Regions from separate parts of the Gossypium hirsutum genome. Here region 1 is linked to region 2. Evidence: chromatin contacts called from public Hi-C data. All regions are on one chromosome and are shown on one strand. The core of a region is the stretch at or near the end of the contact, and the rest is flanking DNA. Distances in the headings are between cores, read along the strand shown.

Region 1 (6,717 bases), core at 335-2,834, 180 kb after region 2:
AATGTGAAAAAAATAGAGTTACCCAGACGAAAAAAGAAGAAGATAAACTCACCTGTGGTGGGGAGAAGAGGAACAAAGAACCAGAGGCTTTTGAGAAGTGGAGAAGAGGAACAAAGAACCAACAAGTAGAGGAACACCAGCACCAGCAGAGAACCAGCAGAGAACAAAATTTGGAGGAAAAAGGGTAGCCGTCAGGAACACCAGCACCAGCAAAAAAGAACCAGCAGAGAAGAACCAGCAGAGAAGAACAAACGTGTGGTGTGGCTAAAAATGTAAAAGAACAATCCAAAAGTTCTTTTTAGCTGGAAAAGCTAAATATTTCTGCTTTTCATTTGCTGAAAAGCACTTGCAATAAGTTAAAATTTTAGTTCTAAATGAAATGGGTTCTTTACTGCTTTTGATGGAAAAGTGTTTTTTCATATAAAAGCCCATCACTTAAGCATAGGAGAACGGGGCTTAGTTTTATTGAGTTGGATAATTGGATTGAGTTGGTAATTGGGTTGGGTAATTGAGTTTGGTTGGATAATTTTATTTATTAATCTTTTCGGTTAACCGAATAATTGGGTTAGGTTGGTAATTGGGTTGGGTAATTGGGTTTGGTTGGATAATTTTATTTATTAATTTTTTCGGTTAACCGAAAAAATTTAGTTAACCGACCGGTTTCAAATCGAATTAACAGTTAACCAAAAAATCATAAAAAAATTAACCGACCCCCGACCGAAAAAATTCGGTTAACCGACCGATTAACCAAATTCATTCGGTTAACCAAATTTTTTCGGTTTTACCCGAATTATGCACACCCCTACCAGTTCTACTTTATTTTTAGCTTTTAATTTTGAAAGATATGCGACAACATTTTACTTTTATTTAAAATTTTCATTTTAAATTATGTCACATGAGATTTTACATGTCATTTAATGGTTGAATTAGCAGTTCCAATAATGGAAGGACTTGATATAACATCGATAATTCGGGAACATAATTAGAACATTTTGAAATTTAAGGACTAATTTAAAATAATAACCATAGTTTGAAGATGTCTGGTACAATTAACTCAAAATATAAAATTTATGTTTTGATAGGATGAGTTTAAATTGTATTATCCTTAAATTCAAAATAAAATTAATTATTATATTGATAATATAAATATTTTAAAATTAATAATTAATTGTTACTTTAAAATTTGAATTGCCAGTGTAGCATGGGCCATCATGAAAAGTTGATTGAATTTTGACATGTTTTTCTTTCCGCAGCCCATTTGGGTGTTCTGCATGGTTTTATGGTTTCAATCCAACTCCAAATCAGGAGCCATGAATTAAGTCAATGTTTGAGGGATGTAAATTGTAAATAAACAAAATTTTCAAGTACCCGTTGCAATAGAACAGAGAGCGTTGTTGCCTGCTACTTTCTGTGGTTTAATTTGACGGATTTGAAGGGTAAAAAGTCCAATGAGAGTGTGCTGGGTTGGCTGGGAATCTTTGTGCAGCACATAGTATCATAGATATCATTTCTGAGTTGACTTTGAAATAATATTAATTAAATTCAGAAACACTTATTTCAATCCAAAATTAATGTCTTTACTATTCATAATCCTATCCTATTGACCCAAACCAAAATCCCGTTGGCTAAACAAACAGATTACAAACACAAATCTACGTACAGATCGGCTTTAATTTCATTTCCATGCATTCCCATTCATTACTATTTCTGGAAATTCTACTTTCTCAATTTTATAAATGAAAAAACTCCCGCCCTGTTTCCTGCAACCCTACAAACAACAACGTAGCTTTTAGTCTTTCAGAAATGTCAACCTCTGATTATACTCCTAAAGCTAAAGCCAAAGGCAAAGCTTACTGGCACTGGAACACTACCAAAACAAAGCTTGATTTTCCTGCTGTTATTGTTTTCTGTTGCTTCTTCTTCGTTTTTGGCTTCCTTTGTTCAAGCCTTCGCTCTCAGGTGATCTTTTCTTTTCCTCATATAATTCTTTAATGTTGTTTTCATCTTTTTGTTTAATCCGATTGTTTGGAAGTAGGTTTCTGGAGTAAGGCAGAGAGGGAGGCAGCTGCTTAATTCAGTGGAGTATGAGTTGATGGGACATGGAAAAACTGGAGATGATTCTATTTCTGTTATTCCTTTTCAGGTTGGGTTTCGTTGTCGATATTCATCGTAAATCATTCTTATCTTTATGATGTTTCATCATCTGATTCATTGCAGGTTATAAGTTGGAGGCCACGTGCTTTTTATTTTCCGAAATTCGCAACTCTGGAGCAATGCCAACATATAATTAACTTGGCAAAACCATACCTTGCACCTTCCAAATTAGCTTTGCGGAAAGGGGAATCAGAAGGTCCACAGGATGTTAGAACAAGGTATGTTGGGGTTCCAACTTTGTAGGTACGCTAACTGTTTGATGTTGTTTGTTGTAACAATGCTTTTTTTTTTACATAGCTAAGCTAAAACTTCCATGTTAAAACACAGTATGGGCACGTTTCTTAGTGTTTCTGACGATCCTACTGGAGTTTTGGACGCCATTGAAGAGAAAATAGCAAAGGCTACAAAGCTTCCAAGGACTCACTATGAGGTAACTTGAAAACAATATTTACTGCTTCCCTCTTTGTCTCTTTCAGACCAGCTTTGGTTAATTGGTCTTACGTTGTTGGGGGGATCAATGTCATGGTTTTAGCATTTTAATGTTCTGCGCTATGAGTTGGGACAAAAGTACGATTCACATCTTGATGCGTTCCCTGTCGAACAATACGGTCCCCAAAAGAGCCAAAGGGTATGTTATGTCCTTGCTTCTGCTGCTTTTTCTCTCTGTATTTTTAGGGGCATTAATAATTCGGTCGGCCACCGAATGTATTATATGAGTTCGAAATATAAAAATTAAAGAATAGACTTAAACTTAGTTGGATTTATACAAATTATTATAGTGAACTTAAAATCATAATACATCTATATATTTTTAAACTAATAAATAAATAAAAATTAAAAAAAAAAGAAAAGAAAGAAAGAAGCCCTAAATGTTTTTCTTCCCATGTCAAACTCAAATCAGTGTTGGATGGGACACCAGATCATTTTCTATTCCTCTTTTGACTATTTTCTTTTTCCATTTCATCAATCATCACTCAAGTCTCATTTTTTTTTAATATAGTACTTGTTATTATGGTTTTAAATTAGTGTTATTATTTGTAATTTGTTTTTTTAATTAAAAGCAAATAAAAATAATATTGCAATGGTATTTTTTTTCATGTTTCAAATTTATTTGAACAAAATGAAAAAAAAAGGTAAAATTTTCAATTAATTCAATTAACCGTCCGTATTAACTAAAATTATTTCGGTCAATTAAAAGATTTTGAAAATTTTTTTATTCGATTAATTAAAACTTTTATGATTTTAATTAATTCAATTCAGGTATTAATCAAATCAACAATTTAAACACCACCTATGTATATGTATTTTCATTGTTTACATCATAGATTTATGCTGACCTAGTTACGAAAATAGGTTGCTACCTTTTTAGTATATCTGTCAGAGGTTGAAGGAGGAGGGGAAACTGCATTTCCATTCGAAGTAAGATTTTAGAATCAAAACTGATGCTTCTCCCATTGCCCAGTTGTTGTTTCTGACTGCAATATATAAATGCTATGAACAATGTCCAGAATGGGTTGAATATGGATGGAAGTTATGATTTCAAGAAGTGTATAGGTCTGAAAGTGAAGCCACGCATCGGAGATGGGTTTCTGTTCTATTCATTGTTTCCCAATAATACGATCGATACGGTACCCATTTTCTCCACTATTTGTATGGCTGCAGTTTTAATATTTGTTTGTTAATTTCACGTTTCATCATGCTGTCAATGTGCTTTGGCAGGCATCACTTCATACCAGCTGTCCCGTAATCAAAGGTGAAAAATGGGTGGTTACGAAATGGATCAGAGATCAAAAAGATTTTTTTTAGGGATCGATCCCTTCCCATCAGTCAAGTTGTCCCAGAGTTTTTGACTGGTTTCTCCTCATATCGCCATTAACTTTTCCAGTTAGTCTCAATATGAACGCTTGTTTCACATATGGTTATTCCTTTTCTCATGTAATTGCTGAAAAAAATTAGAATCAGTTTATACAGATTTCTCATGTACATAATATCAAAGTAAATAATAATATTCTCAGAAGTATGAATTAAGATCTAAGAATCTATCTGAACTACACTGTTCTTGGAATGACTTCAAATACTGGGTGAAATCTCAAACCTGCTTAACACTGAGAGGCCCTCTGCTACATCAATCCACCTTTCAACTGCACCTTCAGGCAAAATTTCAAATGCAAAACATATTCACTTGTATTAGATATAACACAAAACCTGCAGGGTTTGATGGTCAATTGTTACTGGCTGAATTACGGTGTTGCTTGTATTTTCTTCCAGAGTGATCTTGCGAGGTTATTGCGATAACTTGGCTAATCCTTCAAACTGTTCTGCCCTTTCATCTCTTTTGCATAGGTTAAATGCCTCCTTGCATATGATTCACTAGAAATTTGAAGGTCCACGATAAAGCTGTTTGATCCTTCAAATTGATCGGCCATTAATTATAGATTCCAGTAAACCATCAATGCCAGCAAAAATGGGAAATGGAAAATCATAATTTATGCCAGTTTTGATATGGTTGCTTTCCCAACCGCTTCAAAACATACATGCAACCAGCTGCCGCGAACAATCCAACCGCAGCAAACGCTATCACTTCTGAATTCTCAACAGTCCTATAATAGCCTCTCTGCAACATTACGAAGCTAGACAGTTAGTTCATTAGGAAAAACAGAAAATTTGCATTATTACCATATTCCATATTCTCCCACAAGATTCAGTGAGTGCTCATGTCCAATTTTCCTATCCTCAAGAGCTCAGGTCTAGGGATAAACATTGGTCAGCCCTAATTCACAATTCTTAACCAAATTATTACAACAGCAGATAAAAAGGGGCAGAAGAGGTGTATCAGGTTTCATACTGCCATTTCCCCTCTTTCCAGTAAAACGAATCATCCATGAATATAAAATGTGCACGGATGCATAAATTGGGTCAAGGACACACCTGCATCAGAATAAACAAAATTGCAGCATTTGTGGGAGCTAGGGAAAGGCTTATCATTCCTCCACGCAACTCATTTGGCACATACCTAAAAAATAATGATTAAAAGCACAGTGACTTAAAACTAAAATTTCACAAATAAGAGGCATGGTGTTGAAAAAAACGACTTCAAAAACTTGTAACGTACATGGTCCTCAATCTTGCAAGTGAAGGCAGAATTAGGCCAACGCAGGCATGGAACAAAAAATACTGTGTCACCAGAGCTCCAATTTCCTGCAATCCAAACCACAGAACTCTGAGGCTATGGGTGGACTAAGAACAAGTGGCCCTAATTTATATATATATGATAATTTATATATTTATTGAGATAGATATAGAGGCATAGTACACATACCTGGTAATCAAAAGCTATTATAGACAAAAGAAGACCCTGTATGATAAATGCATATACCAAGCAATCCTCAGTTCGAAGTGGTGCATTAATAAACCATGGGAACAGTGTACTTCCTAACATCCTTGCCCCCAACAGACATGGATACATCAACCCTAGATACACTTCTCGACCATCAGCCTGTAACACATGAAAAAATTATCTTAAATTGATAGGTTTCAAAGACATAAAGCTTCCAAGATGACAAGTTCAAAACTTAACAAAAAGAATTAAAAAAACTGAGAACCAAGCAAACATTCTTCTCAACAAAAGATATGATCTTACCACCAGTGTCGGGGCCCAGAGAATCCAGAAAACTACTATGGAGAAATGAAGGCAAGATTGTGCGCATGCTAGTAACCATATCCTTCTATCTGCAGAACATAAGCAGTTTAGCTAGTCAAAACATTTTTCTTTTCTGGTAAGAGTATTCCATCATACAATTATGTAGCAATCAAACCCGTCATCACCCGTAAAAGAAATTTAAAGGAGAGTGAACTCAGGAGCAACTCCAATCTAAAACAGTTTCGTGTATTTAATCATGGGAAACACATTTAATACTATAATTCATAGTGTTTAGTAACAAATCAAGCTAATTTCAAATGGCTGCTAAAATTGCCATATTAAAATGTTCAATGTTACAAGAATGCTTCCCTGAACAAATTAAAAACAATTAATGGAACTAGAAAATTCTTACCACAAAGGATATATGAGTAAAAGGACACTTTATATTCCTTAAAGGTCACTGTCTGAGGACTCCCACCATAAACTCTGGAAATACAGATAATGCCTACTATTGCCGTAAGAATAGCTGCAGTGGAAGGACATGCAATTTCTTTCTCCAAATTACCACCCACCATCCAATTGCTCATCACCTGACTTCCAATCAAAGCCGCAGACTCGAAAAAAGTCATCAACCAAAATGTTTCATTCAAAAGATCTTGCCTATGACCCTGGAGAAAAAAACCCAAAGAAAGTTGATACCATTATGTTCAAACTTGTCGCTTTTGGATTGCAAACCGAGGAATGTATCAACAGAGAGAACTGAAAGTATCTTTGCACCAACCTTGTCATGTTCAACAACAGCCCATGTCTCGAAACTGAAGGAAAATATTGATGTTGCCAAAGATAAACACACATTTGCTACCCAAAAGCTAGGACTTGATGTAATCCTCTTCCATATCCCAACAACAAGGTGAAAGATATAA
Region 2 (6,984 bases), core at 1,424-3,923:
TTTTAATATCGTCGTATCTCATTTCTCTTTTCTTTGCTGCCTCCTGAACCGCAGCTCGTACCAGTCGCCTTGCTATTCCCTATTGATATGAGACCGTATTTATTAAACATCGAAAGTGACAAATAATGTAAGAAGTCATAAAACGAGAAGGACATGAAACTATTTTATTAGGATGGGGAGCCTTACAACTCTAGGACTTTTCAGAACAATCTCACAAGCTACTTGATCACTTAATTGCTCCCAAAGCCCATCAGATGCAAAAATCAAGAACAGATCCTGAGGTTTCAACTTCCGACTTAATATAGATGGTTCTGCAGTCATTACAGGCCTTTTCAAAGGAATCGGTAAACCGAACTGCTGAATGAACTCAGGTTTCTTCAGATACATATCTCCGATGGATCTTGAGACCTGAAAGAGACGTAAAAGTTTTAGACAAAAGCCTTCTTATAAATCACATGCTGCAAATTTCCAGAAATGAAGTAATCACATTTACAGATCATAAAGTTGTAGTGAAGTAAGAGATACCAAGTGACTCATTTAAGTCTACGAGAATGGTCCCGAAACTGAAATCTTTTTGGTATTCAGTTTATTTGTGACACATGGCGTATACCAAAATCTCAGCAAGGTTGAGGCATTGCAGTCACAAGCAACACATACTGGATATAAATGTTCATCCACCACTTATCATATGCATTCCGGGTTCTGATTCATATATCACTTTATCCACTTTTGTATTCATTACATCTACTAATATATTCCGTTTTGGGCACAAAGGGGGTCGCAATCCGGGACAGACGGATGAGTTGTAACGCTCGGATTTGAACCCAACCAACTAGATAGTTAGATGAACCAACTTAGTTAAACCATGAAATCTCACTCAATCATCTTTTTACTTTCTTGGAACAACTATAGTAAAAAATACTCACATTATTTGGAAAGAAATACTCACATTTGACATATCATAATATTCAAAGAAACAGTTAAAACTACATGATATGAACAATAGGCTAAGAAAGCATAAACAGTTGGTAATATAAGAGAGGCCATTGGAACCTCACAAAGGATCAAGGTCTTCATATCTGCAAAACATGCCTAAATAATGCTAGCTCAAAAGGTTTATTTCTTCTGTTTAAGAAAGGGTGTTCACCCCAATCTTAATTGGTATTTGGAGACATAACCTAAAGAGTTAGAAGCCAAGGAACTGGCCATTTGGATTGCAATTTACTGAAGAGAACCTAAAATTTCACCTGGCTAACATTAAGCAGATCAAAAGCTCATCAAGCTGCGGGTCAAACACTAATAAAAAATAGTCCAACATTGCAATTGCTATTGTTACTTTACGGTATTAACTATCAAAACACTGAGGCCGTTGACTAGAGAAACAGAGGGGAATTCGAGAATTTGGTACCTGAATTATGCCCTTTATCCGCCAAACTCCATGGTTATACACCACAACATGAGAATCATCGGGGTGGAGCGCCACAACCTCCTTCCTCACCTCTTCAACGGCGACATTATGATCGGTTGATAACCGTTCGGCCACCACTTGATTATTAGGTCCATTTGGAGACACTCTCCGGCCAAGAACCGCCCTTGAGTCACCAAGATTAGCCACATATAAAACATCGTTTGCAATTGCCCCAACAAGACAACAGGAACCAACAGAAGCGATTTGTGGCCTGGCTGGCCACGATCGTTTCACTAAGTGCAGAAACTCCTCCTCAGTAGCATCAAAGGCTTTCTTTATTACTTCTGCCGATAACCCCCCATGCTCTGATGCAAACTCTGCCACAATTGAACCAACCAAAAGCAAAAAACAAAATGAATCTCTATTTCTGCTGTATATAAATTGATCAAAGGCCAAGGTTCGTTTACTTGTATGATTGTACCTTCAAGGTTGAAAAAGAAACCCAAGAAAGAAGAACTTACTATGAAGAAAAGGGAACAAATGTTGAGTGATGAAACGGGAAGCCTCAGGTCCACCATGGCCGTCGTAGACGCCGACGTAAGTGGCGGAAGGGGAAGTAAACACCTGACCTTGATCTTCCAAAGAGGAATTGGCTTGAACAACTGCTATGGAATAGTCCCCAGAAACGTAGGGCTTCAAATCCATATGCCATAAGAGCTCATCGCCTCCACCTCCACCTCCTCCAAAGCACATCTCTAACGGCCTTGTGCACATCTCCAACATCCTCTCTGACTCAACTTGGACCTTCTTTGAGAAACAAGAAAAGTTGTACAAGGAATCTCTAAATAAAAACAATGGGATTTCTTTGGGGAAAGAAAACAGCAGTGGATATTTCCAGGAAGTGGAGTTGTGAAATGTATGATAAAAATGAGATTATAGTATTTTGTGTTTCTTTTTCCTTTATGTTATAAGTGTAATGGGAGTTCGAAACAGGACAGAAGGACGGTTGAAATTTGGAAGGGTTCAAAGTAAACGGTTAATCAAATAAGAGAAAAAGAAAAGTGGGGATTGACGTATTTGTTGGGAGAACTTATCCAGTGGATGTCAGCTACACAGAATCCAATTCCTTTACAAACTAACGCGTTGCCTCCAGATCTATCTTCTGCTTTCTTTCTTTAGTTTCACACTCCCATGAATCCCATGTTTTTTTATGCTTTTCTTTTGCCCTACCTATTCCTCTCCATACTATATTTATTTTCTATGAATTTGTTGATCTTCCAATACTGTTTTTCCCGTTGTTTTATTTGGACATTATATGAATATACCTTCACCCGTAACTTAATTACAGCTAATCTTACAAGTCCATCAAATAACAATTTAGTTAAAATATATCACTAAATATTTTTTTAAAAATTTCATTCAGACAAAATCTAATTTTCTAATCACTGTAATATTTATTTGTTTGTTTTTTTAAAAAAAGTTAATCTGTTTCCTTTGTCGTTTCTTTTCTTGTTAAAAGAAAAAAAGAAAGAGAAACATGGAAATGGAAACGCCGAGTATGAAGGAAAGAAAGAGAGAGTAGTTTCACCCCTCTTTTTATTTCCATAATTGAAGGCTTGCTTGACTTTAAGGTCTTGATTTTTGACTAATTTATGTGAATTTTGATGACAAAAAGAGAATTTCATTGCCGTGTTTAACACTTACATATGCTGATGTCTAAAACATATCACCAACTCACGAAGTCAAACAGTTGTAATGAAACATAGCACATGTCACATTTACATGGAACGAGGATATCTTGTATGGAAAAAAATAGAGTTCCTTGCCCAAGTGGGAGGGGTTAAAACAATAAACAATTTTGACTTGGGCCCCATTTTTGTTGAAATTGCCCTACTTTAAGTTTTTCGTAAAGCAGGGTAGGAATTTTGCCATTCATCTAACTTAAAAATCTAATCTTTAATTAGGAGATCATTTTCATATCAACAAAAGATATCTTTATCATTATACTATGAGCTTTGGTTAAATTTTTCGAAAAATACTAATGGAATGTGACACGGCACCTTACCTTTGTATATTTTTATTATTTTCACTATTCCTTCTGATGAACAAGCAAATGTGGGGAGGAAAGAAATGACTGCATTAAACTTTGGAGGCAAGGACATGTAAGTTTGATTTGATTGCTTATTTCTATGTTCTTCAATATGTTTGGCTTGATTCAATTAAAATACAACTAATTTAGCAAAACACTCTTCAAATTTTTTTACACACAATTTCCAATTTAAATTACTATGAAGGCCTAGCCCGCTGATAATTCTTTAAGATTTCATTTAAAAACAAATGGGATAATTATAAGATTTACCCCAAAGCTTTAACAAAATTGTCAATGTGGTACATGTACTTTTTAATTTGTATTGATATGTTATCTGTACTTTTGTTCCATCCAGCCTTTTCATCCTCCAATCTAAGGCGTTAAATTTTGACACATATTGACATGTGGACCACTGAAAGAGTGCCACGCATCACGGTGGGCCAAAGGAGAAAAGCTGAAGAATTAAGGAGGAGGGACTTCCATAAATATTTCCCTTTTCTTTTTTCTTTTTTAATATAAAAATATTAAATAAAACTTTTCTATTGTAATAAACTTTTTTCCTTATCTTTTTATTCTAAATTAGAAAATCCAGATTTTCAACTCTAATGGCTTATCTGAAATTTTACTGTTCTGCTTTCATTATCTAATTTAGACTTGAATAATTTTGTGATGAACTAAGAAGGTAAGAGGAAAAGCAATGAAAAGGGCTCAATTTCTTACTGCTACTCAAATTTGCAGCATTGTTTCATTTCTTCAGTTCAAAACATTAGAGAGAATAGATACCTGTCATCATCCAAAGAAGAAGTAAAAAAAAGATAGAAAATTATTAATCCTTTACAACTTGGTTTCTAATTATACATAATATGCATACCTTTCGACCTATAGAAAGTCAGAGTTGAGAATTATCTATTCGTCAAACGGGATGAAAACAAAAACATAAGGAATAATAAATCATGCCTATAGTACTGATACAGTGCTATTTTACCTAGAGAAATTATTTTCCCTGTAGGTTCTCTTAAGCAATTGAATAGCAGCTTCAATAATAGATGTGCATCTTCCTCCATTTCTTTCTAGTAAAACATATTTCAATATTTCCTTGCCAAGCAGCTCCAAAAGCTTCAGCTTTAGGAGGTTCAGGTTGACCTCTTAAAGATCCAAGCAGTGGGGATGTAGAGGAGGTTGAGGGTAGTAAAATATTTTATGTACACGATGATCTAACGATGGACAACAACAAATTAAATTTTTTTGTTTTTGAAACTTTGTTTGTGTAACTCTCTAAAATTTGAGCTTTCGTTTGTTAAAAATTTTTAATGATTAATTATTTGCTTTCAGTTATTAAGTGTCTTGTTTGTATGTTTGAGGTCGTAGGTTTAAGTCTTACTGTTGGAAAAGAATGAGTTTGTTGGTTCAATGGTTAAGCTTCTATATATATACCCTTTGATTTTGTGTTTGAATCCTATGTATGTGATAAAGAAATGTTTTGCTATTTTGTGAAATCAATCTTATTTTTGAATTATTAATATTGATTTTCTTTTCCAAAATCCCTCTTTTTATTGTTTTTACGTTTCAAAGTTCTTCTTTCCTTTTCTTCCATTACCATCGTTGTTCTTTTTTCTTTTTTTTTGTTCTTTCCTTTCCTTTCTTTATTAATCTGGCTGCTGGATTTGTCGAGGATTTGGGTTGTTCTTTATTCGATTGACAGGATAATAGTGCAAGTTCTGTTGTTGTTTTATTCTATTATTGCTTGATTTTTGTTTGTTTCTTGTTAGGGTTTTTTTCCGTTCCGTTTTGAACTTCTTGTTAAGTTTTTGGCTTGTTTCTCTTTAGGCATAGAAGTTGTGAATCAAGGTTATTCCACAATTTAAGTTCTCTTATCGTCATTTCACGTAAGGGTAAGTGTTTATCTTTGCGATTTGAGGTTTTGCGTCGAAGTTCTTCGACGTAATTCTGGTTCGGTGTTAATTCAACATTTTGGTTCGATTTAATCGATTAATTGGACAATTGATTGTCGTTTTTAGGTTTCGGAGTTGTCTGTGTTGCTTCTGTATTGAAACCGTATCAGGTGTGTAACAAAAACTCGAGATTTTGCGAACGATGAAAGCTGAAAATCATGGTTGTCGACTCCACACGGTCGTGTGTCAGGCTGTGTGGTAGACCGTGTGAGCCACACAGTCGTGTGCCAAGCCGTGTGGTAGGCTGTGTAAGACATTGACTTGGGTCACACGGATATGTGACATGGGTGTGTGTCCAAGCCGTGTGAGAGACTGTTTTGATTGTGAGTCAGACGAGCTAATGACACAAGCGTGTGTCTAGACCATGTAACTCTCTGACTTGAGCCTCACGGGCATGTGTTAAGCCGTGTGTCTGACCATGTACCTCTCTGACTTGAATCACACAGTTGTGTGCCTGGCCGTGTGATAGACCGTGTGAGGCACTGAGATGAGCCACACGACCATGTGTTAGGCCTTAAATGTCGTAAATGTTGTTTGAATCGAACATAGGCCTTCCGTAGGGTCCGTATGATCAAAATTAGGTTATATAACTTGGTATCTGATGACCTCAAAATGAAAAGTCTATCATCTGTATATATACTTGATGTGATATATGCTATATGAGTATAATTTGCATTATCTGAATATGCTTTGAATTTGTATCACAATATACGCATTTATGATATCTGATAGCTCTGTATCTGCATTGGGTTGGGAATTTTGTAAAGGAGGAAGTGTGACAGTTTAATAATCTGCTGATTTTGGTGGCTAAGCCACATATATATCTGATTTTGGCGATTCATCGCACTTAAATTTTGTAGGTAGACTGCAATTATTTTGAAACATGACATTAATCACTATGCGATGTGTAGGATTGGATGGGTACTTGATACCTTAAATGGTGTGTAAGAATCAGCGGAGATAATGTGTAGCGGATAGGGGTAGGATTATGCATCTGTATCTGATAAGCTCTGTATATGTACTTGTATTTGCCTCTAACATACTCTGTTTCTGAATCAAGAAATTGGTTGGATAATAATACTTGAAGCATGTCTACTATTATTCTGTTTAATTGATTAGATAAGTTTCACACTAAGTTTGAAAACTCATTTCATTTGTTTGTTTGAATTTCAGGTAACCCATAGACTTAGGTAGGTCGATGTAGTAGGAGCTTAGTCATCTCCATTTGGTTATTTTACTATTTTATCTGCACTGATACTATTGCATACTTTTCGGGTTGTTTTTAATTTGGATAGTCATGTTTTTGTTTAACTATTTAAAGGGTTTATACAGTTAAATTTTTTAAGTAAGTTAAGTTGAACTTTTCGAAAATGGTTATTGTAACTTTATAGATTTGACCATAACATCTAGGCCGGGTATGGGGTGTTATAGTTTGGACTTTTTGTTGTTTTTTTTGAGAAATTCGAATTGAGAAAGAGAAAAGGGAATGACGGGCTTAATTTTAGAGTGAGAAGTAAGGCCACTAGATGGCGCAA

The links. A called contact is a pair of places that touch in the nucleus more often than the background predicts.
Region 1: a contact with region 2 is called in a Hi-C map of leaf, with 2.0 times the contacts expected there. The contact joins the promoter of LOC107913268 here to the promoter of LOC107913259 in region 2. A contact is called at or near these places in 2 of 34 Hi-C or Micro-C datasets (both in leaf).

The regions. Positions count from the first base shown.
Region 1 is chrD11:27,589,719-27,596,435 of Gossypium_hirsutum_v2.1, forward strand. It overlaps LOC107913268 (probable prolyl 4-hydroxylase 9), which reads left to right and starts at 1,585. Exons shown (of 8, transcript XM_016841799.2): 1 at 1,585-1,959; 2 at 2,036-2,143; 3 at 2,218-2,372; 4 at 2,482-2,584; 5 at 2,687-2,782; 6 at 3,508-3,573; 7 at 3,663-3,782; 8 at 3,874-4,015. The coding sequence starts at 1,804. The coding sequence ends at 3,960. It overlaps LOC107913265, which reads right to left and starts at 410. Exons shown (of 6, transcript XR_001688455.2): 1 at 53-410. LOC107913266 (molybdate-anion transporter) reads right to left here. Exons shown (of 9, transcript XM_016841794.2): 3 at 6,648-6,717; 4 at 6,207-6,462; 5 at 5,795-5,883; 6 at 5,474-5,650; 7 at 5,267-5,352; 8 at 5,083-5,167; 9 at 4,069-4,768. The coding sequence ends at 4,634.
Region 2 is chrD11:27,413,355-27,420,338 of Gossypium_hirsutum_v2.1, forward strand. It overlaps LOC107913259 (probable protein phosphatase 2C 63), which reads right to left and starts at 2,674. Exons shown (of 4, transcript XM_016841787.2): 1 at 1,930-2,674; 2 at 1,409-1,785; 3 at 187-408; 4 at 1-79. The coding sequence starts at 2,191.